Regions from separate parts of the Zea mays genome. Here region 2 is linked to region 1. The links are chromatin contacts, called in public Hi-C maps. All regions are on one chromosome and are shown on one strand. The core of a region is the stretch at or near the end of the contact, and the rest is flanking DNA. Distances in the headings are between cores, read along the strand shown. Region 1 holds the start of LOC103638133 (alpha/beta-Hydrolases superfamily protein). Region 2 holds the start of LOC103638140 (serine/threonine-protein phosphatase 2A 65 kDa regulatory subunit A).

What was found. A called contact is a pair of places that touch in the nucleus more often than the background predicts.
Region 2: a contact with region 1 is called in a Hi-C map of endosperm, with 2.1 times the contacts expected there. The contact joins the promoter of LOC103638140 here to the promoter of LOC103638133 in region 1. A contact is called at or near these places in 5 of 25 Hi-C or Micro-C datasets (ear, endosperm, leaf and 1 more).

What each region holds. Positions count from the first base shown.
Region 1 is chr9:25,342,316-25,346,876 of Zm-B73-REFERENCE-NAM-5.0, forward strand. LOC103638133 (alpha/beta-Hydrolases superfamily protein) reads right to left here and starts at 2,574. Exons shown (of 3, transcript XM_008661115.4): 1 at 1,136-2,574; 2 at 775-980. The coding sequence starts at 2,110.
Region 2 is chr9:26,082,414-26,086,974 of Zm-B73-REFERENCE-NAM-5.0, forward strand. LOC103638140 (serine/threonine-protein phosphatase 2A 65 kDa regulatory subunit A) reads right to left here and starts at 2,743. Exons shown (of 13, transcript NM_001347218.1): 1 at 2,596-2,743; 2 at 34-444. The coding sequence starts at 426. It overlaps LOC100273408 (AAA-type ATPase family protein), which reads right to left. Exons shown (of 13, transcript NM_001147845.1): 11 at 4,517-4,552; 12 at 4,333-4,433; 13 at 3,783-4,133. The coding sequence ends at 4,017.

The sequences.
Region 1 (4,561 bases), core at 1,324-3,823:
AGGCACTGGTGTACAGACAGCCACCGGTACGGCACGTCGGTACCGTTCCGTTTCGTGCTACTGGAGTACTGACTGACTGCAGGCCGTTCCTTCCTTCGTCGGCTCGGTCCAGACCTTGGGGGGCCCCGGCGACCGGCCGGAGTGTCCGGGCACGGCTGTCGCCGACCAGCGCACGGCGCGTCGGTAGACTGGAGGCCGACGATCGAATAATTGGGCGCGCGGGGCGGTTGGGGATTAAACTTAAGACGGGGCCGCCGATTCAGCTAAAAAAGGGCGCGCGGGTCGCCATCGCCGCCGTGCTGGGCTGTCTCATCAGTAGTAAACGGAGCCGTCGTGTCGATGAAGCTAGCTACTCGTAGCTAGCTAGCTAGCCAGACCAGCAGCATTTTCAGGCTCCATTGATGGCGGAGACGCACGCAGCTAGGCCGCACTGGCACTGGACACAAGAGCAGGGGACGTACAGGTGCCGCTACCACTGGAGTCACTGGACATGATCCAGTAGCAAACATTAGGAGTACAGAGTACTAGTCTAGTCTAGAAATATATGCAGACGCGTCCTGGATCACTGTAGCATAGTGCTACTGTACGCAAGCAGGTGTTGCCATGCCATGGTGCGTGTGACACTAACTAGCCAGAGTGAGCACACGACTCGCTCGACACGACGGTGGCAGTGGCAGGTGCAGTTGCAGCGCCGTGCCGGTAGTAGTTATTAAAGAAGGAAGGCAAGCGTTTGGTTCGGGAGAGACCAGAGAACACGGCAAGAAAAAGGGCTACCTGTTCCTGGTGAAGATCCTGAAGAGGCGGTCCCAGACGCGGTGGTGGCGGCAGATGGTGAGGCAGATGGTGCGGCTCACGTGCTCGTACCAGCACGCCATGGACGCCCCGAACGCGATCGGCGGCCACACCCGCCGCGGAGCCACGCGCCGCATCACGTACTGCGCCGCCGACTCCGACTCCGACTCCGGCACCGGGAAGTAGGGCTGCACACACACAACACAAGCCCACACAGCAGCTAGTCGCGCCGGTCAAGTCACTCCAACGAACAACCAATCGTCCGCCCGCGCACGCGCGCGCTTACAATTCACGTGACACGTAGTTTTAGGTCATCACGTCAGATAGATGCACACGTACGTACCGGCGCGAGGAGCGTGAGCGACCTGACGGCGGCGGGGTACTTGACGGCGAGGGCGAGCGCCAGCACGGACCCGAGGGAGTGCGCCACCACGTGGAACGACCCGATCCGGTAGCGCCGGAGCACGGAGCGCTCGATCATCTCCACGTGCTCGCGCAGCGTGTACAGCGACTCCGCCGGCTTGGGGCTGCGCCCGAACCCCAGCAGGTCCACGGCGAACATCCGGTACCGGGACCGCGCCGAGGGGCTGAACGCCGGGAACACCGTCTCCGTCCAGAACACGGACGACGAGATGAAGCCGTGGATGAACACCACGTCCTCCGTCTCCACCGCCATCGCCGGCGCCTGGACGTGCACGTACAGGTGGGACGACGACGCCGGGGACCCGCTCCAGGCGTGGCACACCTTGCAGTCGCAGTCGGACCAGCACGGCGCCTGCCGCGGCGGCCGCGGGGCCCGGTCCATCTTCCCGCGGATCAGCTCCGCGATGGCGGGGCTCACGGTGAGCGCGGGGGCCACGCCGCTGCCGCTGCCGTTGCCCGCCCGCGTCGCGTCGGCCAGCAGCGACGGCCGCACGTACAGCGTGTCCGACACGTCCTCCAGCTGCAGCTTCGCGGACGACGCCGACAGCCGCACCACCTTGGGCCCGCCCGCCGCTGGTGGCGCGGCGGCGAGGGGCAGCTGCGCCGCCCGCGGGCCCGACGCCGCCGCGCAGTAGCACGACTTCCACTCCGCCTCCGCCGCGTAGTCCACCAGCTTGTACACCAGGCACAGCACCACGTCCAGCACGTCCAGCGCCGAGAACACCACGAAGCTCACCGCGCAGTTGAGCGCGCACCCGGCCACGCCCAGCACCGACGCCACCTTCGCGCGCGCCGCGCCCCACTCTCCGCCGGCGCAGCCGCCTCCACCAGCAGCAGCTCCCCCCATGCCGCCGGCCGACGCCTTCTCTTGCCACACGCAGGTCGCAATGTGCATTGCTCGCTCCCCGGCCGGACTCAGCCGAGCAACCGACGCCGCCCAGCCAGAGCGAGCGAGCAGCCAACCGACGGCGCGCGGCGGAGCAAACGAGCAGCTGGCCTTTTGTAACAAGAGTTTACTACGCGGAGCGATGAGACAGCCGGAGGGTTTAACGCGGAAGAAGAAAGGCGCGCATTTAAGCGCGGTTGGAGGCGGGCGGGGCGGGTGGCTTTCGTTTCTTGCGCGACGTCCTCCTTCCTTTCCTCGCTTTTGGACTTTGGAGTGGGGCGGGCGTCGGGGCAATGCGTTGGTTGGGTTAAATAGACACGGCCTCCTCTCCCTCTCCCTCTTCCTCGCCTCGCCTCCAGCTGCTTGGTTCGTTGCTTGTGCGGCGGCGGCGGCTGCCGGGCCACACAGGCCCCACGCCCACCGCCACCAGCTGAAAGCTATATGCGCCCAGCGGCATTTATTTTTTCCTCCCTCCCTCGCTCAGGAGGAGTCAGGACTCGATCTGGAGGAGGGTTAACGGTTGTCCATCATCTGGGTTTCGAGCAGTGTTCACGTTTCCGCCTTGATGACGCATGCATGCATCAACGTGGCTAACGGCTGATGAATGGGTTTCTCAGAAACAGGGGCCGTGTAGTACATTTTTAGGGTGTTTGGTTTTAGAAATCAGTTATTTCATCATCTTATCACTCTTTTTTTTTTGTGTGTGGTACGTACCAAAAAAGCGTTTTTCACTTGGAGCTCTTGAATTTTCAAGGCAATACCACCGACAACGAGGGAAATTAGAGGTGACGAATACATTTTAATCCATCCCTAACCGAACAAGCTCTAACGATTAGACTTTGGCAAAGGTGCGCTCGTGTTGTACCGGTTCCTTTTGCATGTCATTTGGCCATTAACATGAAAAAAACATGCATCCAAGTGGTGCCTCAGGAATTTCATCTATATATTGTTTATGTCATTGACTTTGGTACCAATGAGTACCTTGACCATTACTTTTCATAACTACTTATATTAGTTGTCTTGTTTAGCCGTTGACATTCTGTGTATGTATATTATATATAGCGATTTCTGAACGGGATCATCTTTGGTTTTGGAGCACAGTTCTCCTTTCTGTCTTGATGACGGTGCATCCATGTGAGTGCCGGTTGATGTGTTTATATTCAAGCCGATAAGGAATTGTCCATGATAAATGTGCACCCAAGTGCCATATTGATTCCTTTTGCATGTCATTTGAGTCGTGTGAACATGGAAATCATGCGCCCAAATAGTACCTCGATTTATTACCACCTGCTGTTCAGGTCATCCATATGGTACCGATGGATACTTTAACCGTTACTTTTCATAACTACATGTATATGTATATACTAAGTGTTTGAATGCACTAGAAATAATAATTAGTTAGCTAAAAATTGTTAGTAGAATTAGCTACCTAACTATTAACTAATTTACAAAAATAGTTAATAGTTAAACTTCACCAAGCGAGCGAGTTGCTGCCAAAGTCAGTTTCATGGGTAATTCTTGAGCCGTCACATATGCATGCAAAGGCGTTGCTTCCACTATGGTCTGGACATGGAAAAGGAGTTGTGCAGCCTACTCCTTATGTTGCGTCACTGTTCATATCTCGGTTATACAACTTTTCAAAATTAACAATCTGTGTGCTAGGATGGTCCAACATGTAATCCAATAGACCTTCTAGCTTTAGTGTGTTCAGGAGAAACGTGTCGTTTGTACGGCCAAACTTTTGTATCTTAATTACAATGATGCATAAATCTTAATTTTACGTATTGCAGGAAAAAAACATGTGTGACCAGCAGAGTGGTCAAGCCAACAGCAAAGCTAAGCTAGATAAATAGGCAGAGGGCACGACAGTGATCATTGAGACCTTTGGAGGAACCCCCATCCATGTCGTCACTGTTGCTAGTTGCTCACATGTACTCCCCTACCTACAACGTTGTGGCTTGTGTATTAGAAACTAGACTAGAAAGGTTGCTTAAATATAATAGACTTGTTTTGATTATTGGGTCTTTTCTTATTTTGATTCTTAGCTCATTTGGTTTCTTCTTTGGAGGGTTCCTCCTAACATTCATTATCACTCTCATTAGGATCTACCTTTTGACCCTTAGCTATGAAGCATGATGGAGTGTTGAAGAGTGATGCATTGTTGTTGTTGTTGTTGATGCGGTGCTTGCAACCTCCTTCTTCTTTATATCCTTCTTTTCTTAATAATCGTGTTTACTTTTACTCGAGAATGCATAAAAATCCCATTCCACACAATAAGCATGTCCTTTCTTTTTCTTCTTGAAATCCATCTCCTTGCTTTTTTCTCTATTGTTATCTCCATTTCCTTCATCATTGTGTAAGCATTCAACAATTAGGTGTTCTTGGCTTCCAAACTTGAAGCGCCTTCTGTCTTCTTTGATGAGTGATTCTTTTTTGAACCGTATCCCTTCACATTTCGAT
Region 2 (4,561 bases), core at 1,493-3,992, 740 kb after region 1:
ACACTTAATACTTTACATAAATGAGCCTCTTACCTTTACTACTGGAATGAACCAGTCGACTATGTCAGTTTCCTTCATTTGTGCACCAATACGGCACAGAGATTCAACTGCCTTATCACGGACACAAGTTTCTTCTACTGTACACAATGTTTCCAAAGGGGGAAGCAAAACATGAGCATGTTCTACACCCCCAACATAAGGAATGAACACACCCAATTCCTCAGCCATTGCAAGAAGCACCTCATCTTCATCGTCATTGTTTTCACTAAGAAAGGGAATCAGCTCCTTCCTGGTTCTTTCTTCTCCAAGAGCCCGTGCAATTGTCGAAAGTCTTCTAATGGAGTTTAGACGCAACTGGATGTCCTCATTCTTAAGCTCATCAATCAGTACAGCAATTGGGTACAGAGGCTCATCAATCATAGCCATCAGGTATATCAAGGATTGCTGAATTGGTAAATGAGGACACAGCATTAGAAGCTTTGTAATTATATAAATTCCCAAGAAAAAAAAACTTTAACACAACTTTGGCTGCATAAGAGCATCTCCAACAATATGGCTCGAAACACTACTGTTATGGTCGCTAGATCGGTGAGGGATTGGAGAGGGGGTATCGATGGGCAGGAATGTCGGCCGGGGGCCTCTACCCACGGCCGAGCAAGAGGAGGGTTTCTCCCTTCTAATTCTTGTCTGCTTTATTTCTCATCCATTGATTACATAAATAGGCCGGTTGGCTGCCCCTATCTAGCTAGAGATCCTTATCTCCTAAAAACTCTCAACAAACTATTAACTGATAACCTTCCTAGATAATCTCAACTAATCTTCTAATCTTATCTCTAACTATCCTTATCTAATCCCCCTTAGGGCCCATGGCTGCTGCTACCGCAGCCCCTCTGTGGGCCTCCTTAGGTCCTGACAACTACCCCAAAAATTAAAATGCTACATCATTTAAAGTATTTAGGGCACTAACAACAACTTGGACTCCAACAGTTAAGCCCTAAATCATATATTTTAGTAAATAAATTACATTACATTATTAGGAAAGAAAAGATTAAGGATAGGACGTGAAAGGGCCTCTAGCTGAGTTGGTTAGGTGGTCTGAGTAGCACTCCTCAGGTCCTGGGTTCGACTCCCCCGTGGGAGCGAATTTCAGGTTGTGGTTAAAAAAATCCCCTCGTTTGTCCCACGCCAAAGCACAGGTCTAGGGCTCAGCCCCGGCCGTGGTCGTTCTCACATGGGCTTCGATGCCGCTGTGTATGGGTGGGGCAAGGGTTCGGGGGTTTTCTCGACCTGTGTGAGAAGGTCTTCTTAATACAATGCCCGGGGGCTGTCTTACCCCCCGCAGGTCGAGTTTTAAGATTAAGGATAGGACACTAATCTGGGGTGTAATATATTTGGGTCACTTCATGGTGTGCCCTATATTTTTTCGTAAAAGATTGTAAAATAGGCACTGTTGGAGCTGTTTTTATGAGTTGAGCCCTATATTTCAAAATAGTGCACTGATTTAAGGCACCGTTAGAGATGCTCTAGACAAATAGAAGCAGAATAGAAACAAACGTTTGGTTAAAATATACAAAAAAAAAGATCTCTGATGCCATAACCAAAGAAATAGATGCACCAAACTATTGCAAACTTATATAACTAAAAGTTCCCTGGGATTGGCTTTCTTGAACAACACAAGAATACTACTGTCATACACATGATCCAAATAAAATTAACAAATTCATGTTGACAAGTAGAACATCACAGATTACTTCGAAGAGTCAAATATTCCATAACATCATCTATGGAGGTGAGTCTCAACTACCCAATTAAAAATGACATGGCCTTCAGTTCAAACGATAATAATTGGTTGATCCAGCAAAAAAAAAAAATGCCCCGCAAAGATGCCTATTAAATATGGTTCCAGGAAAGAAACAACATCACTTGGCATCCGAGCATTCTGAGAAATTGAATCAAGTTCAGGCAAATGCTCCAAGTAAAATTTGGCATGAATTGATCTGGTCGTTTGGGGTCCCCAGGGGGTTCTATTTATAGATTTCCTCTTGTTTGTTTGCTTTTCATTCTCACTCAGGCGGCATGGAGAAGATGTTTCTGAAATCTGATCTATGTAACGACATATTCAGCTCCAGAATTAAATTTGCACGTTCGCGGATCCTGAATAAATGAGCGAATTTCGATACGACGAAACGAGGTGAATAGCTGATGCGCACAACGAGACGGGCAACAGACGCCACACGCGATCTACTCATCTACGACACACCACGAGCAACGGTTGATCCAAATCACTAGCTACCGACGTACCTAGCAACCAACGCCACACAGCCTCCGATCCGCGAGAAGAGAACTCAGACTAGGGCGTCGCAATCATTACAAAACCAGCGCAATCGACCAAACAACAGCCCAGATCTAGGAGGGGAACCACACGTGAACGCGCGAATGAAGAAGGCCTGAGCTCCAGACCGACGACGGTAGCAGCGGCGGCGGTATTGAGGGTGCGGGCGTGGCGATCGGAGGTGGTCGAGCGAGCGGGGTGAGGGGCGCAGATCTAGCTGTGGAAGGAGGGGGAGGGAGAAGAGGAGCAGGATCTGAACTGACCTCGCGGGGTCTGGATCGGGCTCTTGCCCGGCTGCTTCGCCGACGGCGTGGGGGTCCGGAGAGGGGGCAGGGTAGGAACGCCCGAGGCGTCGCCGCTGAGAGAAGGGGGCGGGGCGAGGAGCGAGCTGGCGCTGCAGAATGCGACGGGGGAGGAGGGGACGCAGTGGATGTCGAGGCCTGTGGGGCGTGCGAAGTGGGCCTGGGCCTGAAAGGGCGGTCGACCCGTTCTCAGATACGATCCGCTCTTGTTAGTCCTATGGACGGGAGGGAGACTTCGCTTGGGGTTGGAGCCCAGGAAAAACTCAGGCGGCATGGAGGCCCAGCACCCGTCTCACTGGCAAAGTGGCAATACGCAGAGGCGGCAGAGCACTGCGCGTCGAGCAGTGCCTGCATCTCGCCACGTTTAGCTTCTTGAGTTGCAGGACAAGGGGCCATGTCCAATGATTATTTTTGCACTGTAGACAGACTACTGTTTATAGAGTAGAGGCGAAATAGAAGATGAGTAAACTGCTAGAAATAGCCTAATCTGCGTTTGGTAGCACACCTAAACACCCTTTCAACCCCCTCCCCCACAACAATTTGGACACAAACGTGTCCGCACCCGTCATTATTGGGGTTTGCCTAGGGGCTGGAGCAACAAATCGGCCGACAGCCGGCTCCGTGCCTCAAGCTTGCAGCGACACCACCCTAAATTTCAACTGTTTGTTAAAATATATACGAGTCATTAAGCATGTAGGTTTTGTGTTTGTCTTTTTACACAACGACGATACTTCGATTTCGCCCTCGGCGGCCCAGAGCAGCTATGGGCTAATAATAACACATATACGAGTCATTAAGCATGTAGGTTTTGTGTTTCTTTTTACACAACGACGATACTTCGATTTCGCCCTCGGCGGCCCAGAGCAGCTATGGGCTAATAATAACACATATACGAGTCATTAAGCATGTAGGTTTTGTGTTTCTTTTTACACAACGACCGGCTTGTTCGCTGCGGCTTGCTGCGGCTGCAATCCGGCTGCGGCTGCGGCTTCTACAGTATTTTTCTCTCTATGGATTGCAGCTGCAGCAGTCCAAACAGCTGCAACAGTGTCGGCTTGCAGCCTGCCGAACACGCCCGACGATACTTCGATTTCGCCCTCGGCGGCCCAGAGCAGCTATAGGCTAATAATAACACACACTAGAGGTTTGTTTTTTTAAATAACTTGGGCAGCGGCATTTCAATGGGTATACATATAGGGCTGTTCCCAGCATTATATTGTACCTTCTGCTTCTGTTGAAGACGCGCTGTCCAGACTGAGGACGCATCGATGGCCGATGGGCGCGTGTGTGTGTGTAAGCCACCATGTGTGTGTGAGACATAAATCATGTACATCTGGAAATAGGGCCGCTTGATCATCATCATCAGGCAGCGCGCGTCTCCGTCAGCTCGAACCGAATTCCTCGTTCCAGTTCTCCAGCTCGTCCCATTTGCTCTTCTGCAAGCTTGGCCTGATCACCGTCATCGCGTTCTTGAAGTCCTCGTACCTCAAAGGTCGCAGCTGGAGATACGAGATTAGAAACCGAGGGTTAAGTGCTTCGTACACTGACATTCCAAAGTTTCGCTGGGAAACAACCACTTATGTAGGGTATGTTATCTGTAAAGATACTACAGCTAGAAGTCCATTTAAGCTTCTGTTTTAACAGTGAAAAAAACTCAGAACGAGTGAACTTTATGTTCAGACTGTTTAAAACCCGTACCTGATTTGCTTTGATAGTAAGAATATTTTGTGGACCGAGCTCTCTTATTGGCATCATTGCAGCTTCTTCACACAAGGCTCTCAGGTCACTTCCAGAATACCCTACAAACAAAACCGTCAGGAACCAGGACCACATAGCCCATGTTTTCAGAACAGCCATACATACTCGAAAGGAAACACAATACCTTCGGTCTCCACAGCAAGTCTTTCAAAATCATGGTCTGTCAGGA